2 separate regions of the Oryctolagus cuniculus genome follow, and region 1 is linked to region 2. Evidence: chromatin contacts called from public Hi-C data. All regions are on one chromosome and are shown on one strand. Each heading gives the region's core, a stretch centred on a gene start, on an enhancer-like site or on the middle of the called end of the contact. The rest is flanking DNA. Distances are from core to core; before and after follow the strand shown.

Region 1 (2,700 bases), core at 176-2,675, 200 kb after region 2:
TTAACCACTCTCCTGAGGGTGGATTAAAAGCCAGTGACATGATGTGCCCAGCCCTTTTTTTCCTCTTTGGCTTCTTGCCATTGTGGGCCGTGGCCCTGCACCTCCAGGGCACATGGCCTTTGGGCCACCTGCCCCATGCTTCCTGGCTTGGGTGCTCCTCCACGTGGCTGGCTCCTGGTGCTTGGTATGAATCCAGATTTCCCTCTCCTTTTAGATAAGGGCCCTCACTCTCCTGTGCATCTTTCTCACTGAATAAAAGCTTCAAACATATCAAGCTGCCTTGTTCATTTATGCCGGTATTCAGAATTCTTCTCTAAATAGTAGGAACCCACACGGGCTTATTAATATTGGGAATTTATTAATAAGCACACAGTGATATCATACGGCACCCATAGTCCGAGTTCACTGGTGCATTAGCAGGAAGCTGGGTCAGCAGCAGAGTAGCCAGCACTCAGAGTAGCACTCTGATGTGGGGTGTGGGTGTCCCAAGAGGCAGAGTAATCCATTGTACCACAACGCCACTGGACTTCCTTATTTTTTGTAATGTGTCTATAACACTCCATCGTGGGGACTCCAACGAGCCCTGCTACACAGCCCAGAGATTTTTTTCCAATGATAAAATAAAACCGGAATGTCAAAAAAAAAAAAAAAAAAAAGGTTTGAGACGTTAATGCACTCTTTCTTACCTGTCAGGGAGTTACATTACCTGTATGGTACACAAGCCGAAAGCAGCAGCCTTGTGTGTGTGCATGTTTGTAGAGGAGAAGCGGTGGGCTCTGCCCTGGGCAGGCTGTGCTCCTGCTGGAGAGGTGAGTCACGCGTGGCTACCAGCCAGCCATCCCTGGCCGGTGTGCGATGGAGCGCTGCCATCGTGAAGGCTGGAATGAGAGCAGCCGCAGAGAACACACGAGAAGGACTGGGTGCTGTGCCCTGGGGCCGAGCTGTGGACTCCCTCAGGGAAACTGGGGTTCGTCAAGGGACCGGGTGGGAGCTTCCTCCAGTGCTCCCCCGGCAGTTGCAGTAGCCCCGGGGTTGTTTTGGCCTTTCCTTCCCATTGAGCCCTGGCCTCTTGGTTTTCTAACTGCAGCAGGAATGAAAGTCTGAGATTTCAATCAAAAGCTTAAGAAAATAATAATCCTTGGTTGCCCTAATTCTTTCCTGAAATACCTCACAGTGCCAGAAATTGTCTTTAAGCCCCTTTTCTCCTCTCATGCTTTAAATTTCTTTCTTAATTAAAAAGAGTTGTTTAGCTGAAGTGAGCCCCAAAGTGCTTATTTATTTTAACTTATCTCCTTGGTTCTTTCCTCCTTATCTTTACCAGTGACTCCCGCACTCTCTGTCTTCTGTCTTAGAAGTGCCTGTTGGCCCTGTCGCCGAAGTAAGGCAGTAACGAGCTTTGTGACCAGCCCATTGCCAGTCCTGGTGCGGTCAGTAACAGAAGTCACGGAGCCCTCCATCTCAGCGGCCCTGAGTGGGCTCCCTGTCTCTGCCGGAGATTTCTGAATTTTTCCCCCTCAGATTAATTTCTGCTTTACTCAGCCCTACCAGCATTTGACGACAGCATACCCCCCAAGTTAACCATGGATCGCTGACTGCGGTGAAGGTGCCTGTGCGGACTGACAAGAGATTTTCCCATCACCCGAGGCCGCTGAGGGCAGCACCCGGGCTGGGAGTGCCTGGGAGCCTCGCCACCCAGGGCCTTGGAGCTTTGCGCTCCGAGGGAATGTGATAGAATTAAGTTTGACTCAACAAATGAGGTCACTGGGAAGATGTGCTGGTGTTAAATTTACTGTCAATGCCAGGGTCAATTTACTAAATAGTCATTTGCTTGTGGTTCCAAATGACCTCTGGGTAAATTCTGGAAACTGCCTGGGCAGAAGATAGCTCTCATATGAAGTCACCGAAATCTGGTCAGTGTGACTTTGGTGTCTCTTGGCGTACTGGAAAGTTTTCCCCTGACACGGTGCCTGTCTGGTGTGTAAAGCCTTTGAAATCTGTGGATGGTGACTTACGATCAGTCCGGAAACTAGATGGCAGTTGGAGGAGACACTGTGACTGGTGCGGGAGACGGAGTTCTATTCTGCCAGGCATTACTGGGGTGAACAGCTGGTCCTAGAGGTGTCTCCAGAGCACAGATCGCGCCGCTTGCCGAGTATGAAGAAGTAAGGAACTCTGTCCATCAGCCAGTGTCAGGCCCAGTGCTGCCCTCTGCCTGCTCTCCTGAGCCTCAGCTTTCTTGTCTGTCAGGTGGAAGCATGAACCCCTTACCTACCCCTCACCTCGCAGGACTGTGAATGTGAGTAAGATGAGAGTGCAGGCATAACAGTGCCACACAAACTTAAAAGCTTACACAAGGGGCCCGCGCTGTGGCGTGATAGGTTGTCTCCACCTGCGGTGCCGGCATCTCACATGGGCGCCGCTCCAGCCTCTGCGGTCGGTTGGGGAGTGAACCAGCAGATGGAAGACCTCTCTGTCTCTCCCTCTCTGTAATTCTGCTTCTCGAGTAAATAAAATATATCTTAAAAAAATAACAAAAGTTCTACACAAATAGGAAGCACTAGTGGAAATCATTCTTAGATTCTTTTTGCTCTTTTTAAAATTCATTTTTATTTGAAAGGCAAAGAGACAGAAGCAGAGAGACACATAGAGGTCCATCGGCTGGTTCACTCCCCAAATACATACAACAGCTGAAGCTAGGCC
Region 2 (2,700 bases), core at 99-2,598:
AGTTACTAACCTACTTTGAGTTGTATATTCAGGGATGCCTTCTGAAAGCTGTTTCTCCTTCTTTTCCTCACTTGAAATCTACCTGTCTAAAAATCTCCCTCCCGTGCCCCAATGATCAGTCTTCTCTCTCTATGCTCTGCTTTGTTCTTGCTGTTTGCAGTTGGAGATAGGAAGGCATTGAGATTAGAAGAGTACTTTCCAAACTTTAATGCTCTTAAGAACTGTCCAGGGATCTTGCTAAAATGCAAATTCTGAGTTAGATCTGAGATTCTGATTTTCCATGAATTTCATGGCTATGTCTCTGATCTGAGTCTTACTCTTTGACACATTAATTATGTTCTATAATTTGCATTTCTAACACTCTTTGTAATTATTGAATTACTCATTGTTTCAAATATTTTATGATTTCATATTTATATCCTCCCATTTGGACAAACTGTTTTCCATGTGACTAAAGCTTGAAACTCATTAACTGCCCCTAAATTATAATGAGGGTAATCGATACTTGCATAAAGTGGTTACAAAGGAGAGCCAACACTGAAGAAAAGTGCAGCTACACTGGCAAGGTTTTCTTTCATGCTTAGACTTTTATCAACATCTCTTCTGAAGAGTAAATTAAATGGGAAAGTTAAAAGTAATTACTGAGTGTATGCAAATTCATTATTTTCTTCATGCTGCAGAGTAGTCATATTAAAATCATTGATAGTTAATATCCAATATATTTATATTGTAGGATTTTTGTCTTAAGAAAGCTGCTAGTTATTAAGTTCTGTTTATTTCTAAGATACAAAAATTATTCAGATCCATACCATGAGTAACAGTGGGGAAGAAAATCCATACCATGGAATTCTAAGGAAATGAGTGTTAGAGGACAGAAATACCAAGACACAAGGGGGCACTGTCTTCCCATAATCTGATTGAACTTAACTTTTTTACTTTTTTTTTTATTTACTGTGGATATTATTATTCTCCAAAAACCAGTCCTCTGTAATCATAAAATCTGAAATATTAAGTGTCCATCTAAACTGTGGTACTTAAATCCACTAAGCTTTCATAGTTAAATCAAATGTGCTGCTAGTAAAATTCGGGAACTTGACATTATATTTGGCTTGAGTTTGGGAAGAGTAGATGATTTGAAGATTGGAGATGGCTAACACACGTAATTGCTAATGTTTAGGTCTGTGGTAGGGGAAAATCACTGTAAAAACAATTCATTTGCTTTGGAGAAATATAGTGCCTCTGTTCTGCAGAAAAGAGTTGGGATAAAGATTGAACTGTTATAAGCTGCAGCTGCATTTGCCATCAGATACCAAGTCGGTGCTGATGAATGTTTTGTTTTTATTGTCATGGAAACTTGGAGCTGGAGAATGGATATTCTATTCATCTGGGAAAATAGCAGTTCCTTGCATAAAACATAAGGGCCTTCCAAAGCAGTTCCTAAAATAGATATTAGCTCAATGTAATCCAGAAAGTTGAGGAAGTAACAGTGGAATAAATGCCATTGTTTATGGATCACTTCTTCTATTCTTAATACTAACAATATAACTGTATTCAATTATTAAGCTTATTACTTTTTGCTACAAAGTTGTATTCCAATGAGCATGGTATTTGTTTACCATCAATATAATAGTTTTTCAGTCCTGTAGGAGCACTCTTTATACTTACTCCTTGATCCTAAGAAATTTACTGAGAATGCTAAACCTATATACTATTAAACAATTGCTTCTAATACCCAAGTATTTTTTTCATGCTACTTATATGCTGAAATTCTCTATTCAAGTATTTTAAAGCATTATATTGACTTTTTAAAAAAGCTTTACACAAAATAAACTCTTACAGAAACACAAAGGGAGATAACTGGAGAAAAAAAGAAAACATAAAATGTTTTAAAACTATATAGGATGTCATAAATACTTGTACATATTTTATAAAGTTGTCAATAGAAACAATCACAGAAATAGCAAATACAAAGGCATTTTGTTACAGTTAGCAAATGTAATAATAGCAAAGCAAAAATATGGGACATGACAGTGAAGTATGGGTAAATAAAGTTATAATACAAAGTAAAGTATATTCCTAACAGGTTTGTTCAATGTAAAGAAAGAACTGCCTTTTCAAAGTTGAAGGAGAAACACTTTTATGAGCTTAGAAATATGTCCTTAAGGAAATATTAAAATCTGATGTTTTGGGTTTCCAAGACTGATAGTTTCAGTTTGGGGACTTAGGGAAAACTAATGTTGTAAAGAAATTTTGTAGAATTGATGCTTATTCTTAAAAAAGGGTAATGTAAACAGTGGTGATGAAATATCTATGCTTGCAAGTTGAAATTGCTTGACAGTGTTCATTTGAATAACTTTGAATGTAGTCCAGTATAATTACTTTTAAAATTAAATATCATTTGCACTATTCTGGACAAAACTGTTCTGAGTTTTGTGAGTTTTACCAAAGATTACCAGCACCAGTAGTCTATCTCTGCAATGGAAATAAGACCCACAGAAATTTTTTTATATCACAGAAGGCAGGGTTAGAATGGGCTAATTTAGGTAGAACAGAGATAGTTTCTGTAAGAAAATCACACTTGAGCAGAGACCTGAATGCTCTGGTAGAACAGTGCATGCAGAAGGACTTGTAGATTCTGTACCTTTTAGTGAGAGTGAACTTGGAAAGTTCAAGGAAGACAGCAAAATACAAGTTTATAAA

Evidence for each region. A called contact is a pair of places that touch in the nucleus more often than the background predicts.
Region 1: a contact with region 2 is called in a Hi-C map of psoas muscle, with 7 times the contacts expected there. The contact joins two enhancer-like sites. A contact is called at or near these places in 4 of 6 Hi-C or Micro-C datasets (ear pinna, psoas muscle, skin fibroblasts and 1 more).

The regions. Positions count from the first base shown.
Region 1 is chr12:80,126,831-80,129,530 of mOryCun1.1, forward strand. LOC138844694 (a long non-coding RNA gene) reads left to right here. Exons shown (of 2, transcript XR_011380920.1): 2 at 1-799. It overlaps LOC138844693 (a long non-coding RNA gene), which reads right to left. Exons shown (of 2, transcript XR_011380919.1): 1 at 707-2,700. Among named protein-coding and RNA genes, the nearest start is that of CGNL1, 48 kb to the right of the region's middle. Within about 2 kb of position 1,426, at least 3 of the 8 cell types and tissues checked have an H3K27ac peak or open chromatin away from gene starts, as enhancers often do.
Region 2 is chr12:79,925,738-79,928,437 of mOryCun1.1, forward strand. The region is part of intron 6 of TCF12 (transcription factor 12); the gene reads left to right. Among named protein-coding and RNA genes, the nearest start is that of TCF12, 240 kb to the left of the region's middle. Within about 2 kb of position 1,349, at least 1 of the 8 cell types and tissues checked has an H3K27ac peak or open chromatin away from gene starts, as enhancers often do.